Regions from separate parts of the Sus scrofa genome. Here all the other regions are linked to region 1. The links are chromatin contacts, called in public HiChIP or PLAC-seq maps. All regions are on one chromosome and are shown on one strand. Each heading gives the region's core, a stretch centred on a gene start, on an enhancer-like site or on the middle of the called end of the contact. The rest is flanking DNA. Distances are from core to core; before and after follow the strand shown.

The links. HiChIP or PLAC-seq counts read pairs in DNA pulled down with a chosen protein or histone mark.
Region 2: a contact with region 1 is called in an H3K27ac HiChIP or PLAC-seq map of alveolar macrophages. The contact joins two enhancer-like sites. A contact is called at or near these places in 1 of 47 Hi-C or Micro-C datasets (embryonic fibroblasts) and 1 of 2 datasets of contacts at active chromatin or transcription factors (alveolar macrophages).
Region 3: an H3K27ac HiChIP or PLAC-seq map of alveolar macrophages shows a contact between it and region 1. The contact joins two enhancer-like sites. A contact is called at or near these places in 7 of 47 Hi-C or Micro-C datasets (fetal heart ventricle, fibroblasts, heart right ventricle and 4 more) and 1 of 2 datasets of contacts at active chromatin or transcription factors (alveolar macrophages).

Annotation. Positions count from the first base shown.
Region 1 is chr9:88,945,325-88,948,419 of Sscrofa11.1, forward strand. All of the region lies in intron 2 of LOC110255482 (a long non-coding RNA gene), which reads right to left. Among named protein-coding and RNA genes, the nearest start is that of TMEM196, 89 kb to the left of the region's middle. Within about 2 kb of position 1,492, at least 9 of the 83 cell types and tissues checked have an H3K27ac peak or open chromatin away from gene starts, as enhancers often do. A contact at or near this core is called in alveolar macrophages, where this site is marked.
Region 2 is chr9:89,212,643-89,215,569 of Sscrofa11.1, forward strand. All of the region lies in intron 1 of MACC1 (metastasis-associated in colon cancer protein 1), which reads right to left. Among named protein-coding and RNA genes, the nearest start is that of MACC1, 130 kb to the right of the region's middle. Within about 2 kb of position 1,664, at least 1 of the 83 cell types and tissues checked has an H3K27ac peak or open chromatin away from gene starts, as enhancers often do. A contact at or near this core is called in alveolar macrophages, where this site is marked.
Region 3 is chr9:89,317,199-89,320,264 of Sscrofa11.1, forward strand. The region is part of intron 1 of MACC1 (metastasis-associated in colon cancer protein 1); the gene reads right to left. Among named protein-coding and RNA genes, the nearest start is that of MACC1, 23 kb to the right of the region's middle. Within about 2 kb of position 1,518, at least 1 of the 83 cell types and tissues checked has an H3K27ac peak or open chromatin away from gene starts, as enhancers often do. A contact at or near this core is called in alveolar macrophages, where this site is marked.

The DNA.
Region 1 (3,095 bases), core at 242-2,741:
ATACATACATATATATATATTTTTTTACATTCTTTTCTATTTAGGTTATTACAAGATACTGAGTATAGTTTCCTGTGCTAAAGCTGCCAGAAAAATAATTAGTGGGCATAAGCAAAAAAGAAGAATCCAGGTATGAAACATATATTAAACTATCTTTCCAGTTTCTTTATGTTTTTTTGAGAGCATCAGCTTTCTTCCCAGTAGCTAAACCCCATTTCATTGAGTAATTCCTCTGACTACTATGATCACTTTTATTGAACTCATAAAGTACCTGTATACACACTGAATGAACTGGGAGATACAGGTGGGGCTGGCTAAAGGTCTCATTAAGCTATACATTATGAATGTGCTCCTAGAGAGATATCAGTTTATATTCACTGATAGTCTGTTACATTAGTAGAATCTAGGATTGGGAGATTTAGTTAATAAAAATTCAGGATATTCAGTTATACCTGAATTTAGATTAATAGGAATAATGTTTCAGAATAGGTGTGTTCTACATACTGCATGGAACATATTTATACCAAAACAATTCCTGTTATTTGTCTGAAATTCAAAGTTAACTAAATTATATTTATATTTTATCTGGCAACACTAGCAGTGGCCCCTAATGAAACACATCTTAAATCCATGCACTTGTATAGCCTCCGTCCCTTGCATTTGGTTTGGGGCTGTGGCTTGCTAAAACTAGAAGACTATGGTAGAAGTGATTATTGCCAGTTTCTGGCTTAAGCCTTGAAGAGACCCGGTAGCTTCTGCTTTTGTGGTTTGTGGCTGCTGAGCCATCATGTAAGAATTCTACCTACTGTGACAAGATTACATGGAAGTTGGCTCAGCTGACATCGAGAACTGAGGCCCTAGACATAATACTCCAGTTGAAATGTCCCAGTCAGCCCTAAAGTATTTGAACCATCCTAGGGAGACACCAGATATACGAGCTAAGAAGCCATTTGGGGTGTTAGTGCCTCAGCAGACATTGTGTGGAGCAAAGACTTACCATGCCTGCAGTGTCCTGTCTGATTCCTGACCCATAGTCATGAGAAACAATAAAAATATTGCTGTTTTAAGTTCTAAGCTTTGGATTAGTAGTTACATAATAATAGATGACCAACACAAGCCAGCCACAGCCCTGACCCTACTAGCAGCCACTCCAGTTCCACTAAGGAAGGTGTCTGACTTCTCCAGGCTTTTTGAAATAGGAGAATATTTGCCTACTTCATAGGCAAATCAAGAGAGTTAATAATTCCCTACACAAGCATAGCAAGAGTGTTAATAAATTCCCTTGTCTAATGTGTTTGAGAATATAGAAAGCTATGCTAATGGTAAATAAGTATATAAGGTTTTGTAAATCCAAGGTAAATTTTTTTTTCTTTTTATCATTGTAGCCATGGCATACTGAAATTCCCAGGTCAGTGATTAAATCCCAGCCACAGCTGTGACCTGAGCCACAGCTGCAGCAATGCTGGATGCTTTAACACACTGCACTGGAGTGGGATTGAACTTGCACCTCCTCAGTGACTAGAGCGGCTGCAGTCAGATTCTTAACCTACTGCACTATGGTTGGAACTTCAAACGTAAATACTTAAAAGGAAAAAACTCAGTGTTAAAGGAGTAAGTTTGATCATCCTGGGGGCGGGGGAATACTCAAGGATTTTCTTTTCTTTCTTTTTTGTTTTAAGCTTATTCCTATTGCTTTCTTATTTTTGATTAGCTTCCCAGAGCTTAAATTTGAATGGGACTCCACAGTTGATTTTATAATTTCAATTTTGCTGCAAATAATTTGTAAGAGAAGAGTTTTTGTCCCAAACACAAGAGTGAAAACTACTGAAGCAACAAGTCACAGGGCACTTTTTCACATCAGGAAGAGAGAAATAATTCGCCATAGATGTTACTTCTATAACAAAGCTGTATACTGAAATCTTGATGAAAAGCTGTACAGATTAGCCTGAAAATTGATTTTTTAAAATTAAAACTACACTTAAGCTAGATAAACACAAAGTTATCCATGATAAGGGTGGTATTTAGCTGCAACTACTGTAAGAAAATTCCTGAAATGCACACAGGGAGTAGTATGGCAGTTCTGCAAATGGTTACTCCTTCTACCTGGCTTCTCACACAGTTCACATGTGTTACTCTATGACTGATAAAACCTGTTTGAGCTCAAGTCATCACATCCACATTTGAGCCAGGAGGAAAAAGAAGAAACAGAGAAGGGTAAGCCCTCTCCTTTTAAGGAAACTTCCTAGAATTTTCATGAGAAATTTTTGCTTGATTTCTTTTGGCCAGAACATAGGGGGTGTGTGTGTGTGTGTGTGTGTGTGTGCACGCGCGCATGTCTATGTATGTCTGTGTGTGTGTGTGTGTGTGTGTGTGTGTGTGCACGTGCGCTTGTTTTTAGGGCCACAGTTGCAGCATATGGAGGTTCCTAGGCTAGGGGTCTAATCAGAGCTATGGCAGCCGGCCTACGCCATAGCCACAGTAACGCCAGATCCAAGCCACATCTGCAAACTACACCACAGTTCACAGCAACGCTGGATCTGTAATTCACTTAAGGAGGCCAGGGATTGAACCCGCAACCTTATGGTTCCTAGTTGGATTAGTTTCTGCTGCGCCATGACGGGGAACTCCTCTTTTGGCCAGAACTTAATTACATGGTCATATGGTTGAGAAAAATAGTCTCTGTTCTGAATGGCCAGATTCCTCTTTTAAATGGAGGTGCCTATTTCTAAGGAAGACTAAGGATGACTACTTCTATTCTTTATTTTTTTTAATGTTCTTTTTTTTAAAATTGATGTATAGTTGATGTACAAATAGTGATTTGCAATTTTACAAGGTTACTCTCATTTATAGTTATGAAATATTGGCTATACTCCCTGTGTTGTACAATATATCTTTGTAGCTTATTTTATACAGTATAGTTTTTAACTCTTAATCCCCCAGCCCTACAATGCTGTTCTCCTCCTCTCTCCCCACTGGTAACCACTAGTTTGTTCTTTCTTCTTTGCTATATTCCCTAATTTGTTTTACTTTTCAGATTCCACATATAAATGGTATCACTCACCATTTGTCTTTTTCTGTATGACTGATTTCACTTA
Region 2 (2,927 bases), core at 414-2,913, 270 kb after region 1:
TCATGGTTCCTGGTCGGATTTGTTTCCGCTGTGCCACGACGGGAACTCCCTTCAAATAATTCTTAATCACTGATCTCTCCCACCCAGGAAGGGAATTCTCTCAGTAGTTGTTAGTTCCTCTCATGTCTTTTCTGATCCCCTTAACCCATTCTAGCCCCCTTATGTTTCTAGTACTGATTTACACAAATATCTGACTGGGTTGATATTTTGCTCATGCTAAACCAAGATATTTTAATTTCTCCCCTGAAATCATGATCACTTGCAGCCACGAGATTTATTGTACCTAAAACATAAGTAGAATATTTTTAAGTTGACTATATTCCAATAAAATTTTAAAAATAAGTGGACGGAGTTCCCGTCATGGTGCAGTGAAACAAATCCAACTGGGAACCATGAGGTTGCAGGTTCAATCTCTGGCCTCATTCAGTTGGTTAAGGATACAGCGTTGCTGTGAGCTGTGGTGTAGGCTGGCAGCTATAGCTCTGATTCGACCTCTAGCCTGGGAACCTCCATATGCCATGGGTGTAGCCCTAAAAAAAGACAAAAGACAAAATAAATAAAAATAAGTAAAATATGGACATCTGTTATTTCCTGACAGACAGCAAAAGGGTATGAAAAGCCAGCCCCTTCTACTCTAGTGTGTGGGAAAAAGAAAGCCAGAGAATGAGTAGAACTCCATGGGGGCTTCAGTTGAAACATACTGGTAGGTACTGAAACGTGAAATATATCAGGGCTCCATGTTCAGTCACACAGCTGACACCATTGCATTCTTTGCCCATTTGGGAGAGATAATCAGGCACTAGCTATTCACAGATTCTTCACTGTGAAAACATGAGAGTGCCAAGATGTGAGTGGATCTGCAGATACCAGGTGTTAGGACAAGTATGCCTTTATGACTCAAGGAGAAGCTGAAAGACTGAGAATAAAAAAGGAGTCACCCCAAAGATTATTTAAGCTTAAAGACACTGTGATGTTTGCAACTGTGAGTTTGAAATCTGCTTCACCCCATCTATACTCTAATGGTGTCAACAAATATGGAAGCTAAAATGCCAGTGACTCTCACTGATAGCCAGCCTGGTAGATGAGGGAGAAGCAAAGCACTTAGAGTGGCTAATCATACACAGTTATCTGGGACCTGGAATTAGGAACTGGAGACACACAACAGCAGAGACAGAAAATACTCGAGGTGAACAGAGGTAGCTATGCAAACAGTGTCCTGCTTTGGCTATGTCTGTCAGGGCCATGGGGAGTAGAGCCAAGACTCATAGTAATGGCCCTGCAAATTGAGTTTTCTAGGGCTTAGCAGACACAACTAATTTATCCAGTACCATTATTTTGGCTGCTGCCTTGGCTTCACGAGCCATGAGCCTGATATCCAGCCCTCTCATTAATTGCGGGACTGGAGTTTGGTGTGTTGCTCTTCAATTTAGATCAGCCCAAGTGATTTGCTATTGCTTGGAATACTAATATATACTTCTAACATAGCTTGTACTTCACTGTAAAACAAGTCACCTCTGCCCACCCCATTTTCTTCAGACTTTATTCAATCAAGGACTGGATCTTACATATTCTCTAAATATCCAAAAGCTCCACAGCGCCTGGCAATAGTACATATGTGTTGACCTAAATTGAACTGACCAGTAAAATGAGGAAGTCTTGCTTAAAGTTCTTCCAACTTAAAAATTCTCTGACCACATGGAAGCTGTCAATTGCTCATTAAAGCAGATGTAATTTTTTCTCCTAATGTTTCATCTGATTTAGAATTTAGACTTTTTTCCCTCTACGTATCTGGTAGGGAACAGAGCTAGTGATTCCCTGTACACAGAGGGGGAAATCAAACACAAAAAGTGATTTGAATATGCCTAGGGTATTACTTAATAATTAAAAGGGGATTTTCTTGGTATCCTTTAATGACCTATGCTAAATGTCACTCATGTTTGGTCCCTATAGTACAAATATACCAGAAAGAGTAATAGGAAATAGCCATATTCCCCACATGCTCAGATTTTTCCCCATATGAGGCTATCTTGCAAAGAGAAAGGCCACATTTGCAAAGTTATAAGAAAGTTCCCCCTGGAGTTTTTTCTTTGTCCTGTTTCAATATGCATTAACTCTTAGACCCCTGGGCTGACTGTGACTCCCATTTTCTGGGTCACTTTGTCCCTGAGTCATGATCACACTGTTACTTTCCAAAACCAGTTGATACTGTGCCATTTACTAGTTAATTTCAGTGAGTAATTCAAATCATAGTGAAATGTTAGGCCCTAAATTAATTTAGGTCAGATTGATCCTAATTTCCCTAGATTAAGAAAGTGAGCCAAGTTGTTCTTACAATTTCATATTTACCTTCATTACTTCTTTCTGGCTCCTTATTCAACCATAAGATGAGTCATCCACAAACTGACCCCCATCAAGCTGTAGTTTAGAACTTCGTTGCTGTTTTTTGTTTTTTCATTTTTTCCTTTCAGGATAACACATAAGAGAATATATGCCAATTCTTCACATGATCATAAGATGTTTTCAAGCTGCCCTTTTGCTACTAATCAATAACAGAGAACCCTCTGTGTAGTTTGTACTAGAATGCCTATGGATTATTTGTCCTATAATGAATGGTAACCTAAAGAGTTCTGCATTTGTTGACTCCTCTGTATTTTTATTGACACAACCGCCATTTTCATAGCAAGATCACTCTGAAATAATCTTCAGCTATCTTTACATCAACTTCCCCAGAGTTTACATGGTTTTCCAGAAAATTTCCAAAGCATGAATTTGTCATTAAGTCCTAAAAATGTATAGGATTTTGTGTCCCTTGATTAAAATAGTGGTTTTAGGCATCCCATTAACCTGTATGTGTTATGTGTGTATGTACATATGCACCTGTGTATGTAAGCATGCAATTCCACCCTCTTTAGGACAAAAGAAGAGTT
Region 3 (3,066 bases), core at 268-2,767, 370 kb after region 1:
TTATTCTCTAAAAATCCTGAAGTGTAACATTTTAGAGTTAAGAGGAAATTTAGAGATCATCTAGTTCTCTTTCATGTTACACAGAAGGAAGATTCTTCTAGAGAAATGATGTATCCTGACCATGATTTTATCACCATATCCACTATCAGAGTCAGGGTGAGGGCCAACTCTCTGATTCCTAGCTTCAGGAATATCAGTTTGAAGATACTGGTGACAGAGAAAATAATTCTACCACTTAAATCCCATAGGTTCAACTTGGGTTTTCATCATGCATTTACTCCTAGACTAGAAAACTGAAATAATTTCTGGGTAATCTTTTTTTGTGCAGTTTGCCATGTAATCCAGCAACATACTAAATGTTTGAGAAGAGTTGTCACCAGCTTCACTGACTAAACATAGTGAAAAATATTTAGGAAAGAAACTGTTCTGCACTACTGTTAATGGAATATTAACATTAAGCAATTGAAATAGTTTTTTTTTAAATTAAAGCATTTACTTTCCCAACAATATACTGGGGAGCTACCAGTTTACTTTTATTTTCTTTGCAGAGCTTTTCTCAGTTAATATCAACTCACACTTTTCCTTCTCTTCTTATTACTCAAAAATAATGTATTGTTGGAGTTCCTGTTGTGGCTCAGTGGTTAACGAACCCGACTAGTATCCATGAGGATGCAGGTTTGATCCCTGGTCCTGCTCAGTGGGTTGAGGGTCCAGTGTTGTCATGGGCTGTGGTATAGGCCGCAGACACAGCTCAGATGCCGCGTTGGTGTGGGCTGTGGTAGAGGCTGGCAGCTGTAGCTGATTTGACCCCTAGCCTGGGAACCTCCATATGCTGAGGGTGCAGGCCTAAAAAGACAAAAGACAAATAATAATAATAATAATGATAATGATAACGTGTTGTTTTTGCTATAGTATTTTGTTTCTATTCTCTTATTTCATCTAGAAAGCTTGTCAACTCCATATGTACTGAGTTTGTCTTTTATTTGTTTTCTCTCCTCCATGGTCCTGGGTGTGCACACAATTGACGCTAAATGTGTGTTACTAAAGTGGACAAGAATTGAACTAGAGATATTTCATCACTGAAGTCCGGATTAAATGGAAGCACATATCTATATTTAGTCTACTTGCCAAAACATTGTCAAAAGTGTAATGAATCTAAATGCTAACAGAACTAACCATTAATGGAAAAACTTTTAAATGAAAATTACTGTAAAGCAGTATGCAATAGTGATGCTTAAAACAATTTTTCCTTCAAGTAGACTAATGATGAAAACAAAAAGCAGAGAGGAAAAACTACTGCATATCATCACAAAATCATAATGCTTTATTTAAAAGTATTTCATCTTTCCCCCTTTTTTCTAGGACTGAAAGAGATATATGATGAATTCTGTCGGCTCTTCATTTGAGAGAGCAACAAAAAAAGAGAGAAAACATATTAGTGTTTCAAGAAGCCATAGCTTCTGGCAGATGTTGCAAGAATGAATGAGCTCATTGACCTTTTTCCTTTTTTTTTGGAGACCTGTGTCAACTTTGAGTGGAGTTTCCAATTGCACAATGAGCATCTGGACAGTTTGACATCTTTATTACATTCTCTGATTTCTTAAAACGCTACCATTTTGCTTGAAGATGATTTCTTTCAAGATTAAAACAATTATTTAACTGTCAAGACTAATTAATTTCATGACTCAATACCAATATGATTATCTTCCCAGATCTGGTTTCTTAAAAAATATTCATAATCAAAATACCCATATTTAATCAAAATTAAGATTTGATTGATTGTTCGATGATATACTCATTCAAATCCATTTCTTTCCAGGCCTAATTTTTTTTCTTGAATTTGCTTTGTACTGAATTTTTGTGGTTTAATAACCCGCTTAACATGACCACTTTCAAACAAGATTATAAATTCTCATAAAAGAATTCATAATCATAGCTCTTGGCCGCCACCTAAAGGTTTCTTTCTTGTTTTATTTTTCATACGACCTACTGTGCATTCCTTTTATAATAAAACTGTTGCCTGCATCATCAAATGTTTTCACCCTAAGTGTAGGGTAAAGAGACTTATTTCACAACATTTTTTTTCATTTTCATATACTTCAATCAGCAGCGTATATAATTATATTCACTTCTCAGTTTATTTGGTGGTCAAAAGCAATTTAAACTAGGTTCTCTGAGTGGTTTGAAATTTTCCATTCATTCGAGAAATAGTGTGTCCTTGTTATGTGTCGCCCTCACTTTTAGGCCCATCTTAGAAATAAGAAAAAAATGATGGCATTCCTGTTGTGGCTTAATGGGTTAAGAACAAAACATAGTATCTGTGAGATGTGGGTTTGATCCCTGGCCTCACTCAGTGGGTTAAGGATCCAGCATTGACAAAAGCTGAGGCTAGGGTCGCAGATGCAGCTCGGATCCAGCATTCTCACGGCTGTGGCATAGGCTGGCAGCTGGAGCTCCGATTCACTCCCTAGCCTGGAACTTCCATATACCACAAGTGAGGTCCTAAAAGGGGAAGAAAAAAAAAAAAAAAAAAAAAAAAAGCTTAAGTCATGGTTTCTGGCATCAAGAAAAATGTACCAGTTACTGATGTTGTAAGAAACTGGTTTATCTTTTGTCGTAAACTGTATTAGAATTATCATTAATTGGATGCCACAGTAAAAGAGATACGATTCTCATTTCCAACTTTCTAAGGTAAATGTAATTATTCTCTTGCTTATTGACCCACCGCTGAATGTAACAAATATGCTAAACTCTCTGAATTCCAAAGAAAACATAAATAACAGGTATAATCTTCTGATTATGTTTGAGGATAAATAAGCTATCAGAATTAATAATTCCCTATTCCACATCCTATTCTCACTCCCTCTATTCTCTTCCTAAGAAACACCTGATTGAATCAAGCCAAGTATCTCCAACTCCCTACTCAGATTCTGACAAAGTCATGTTTGGAGATTGAAATAAATGTAGTATGATTCATAGTGAATACCTAGTTATGAACTCTGCAGACCTCTCATTTCAAAATTCATATGGACAGAGCATCTATGATTTACTCAAATTATTCCTAAA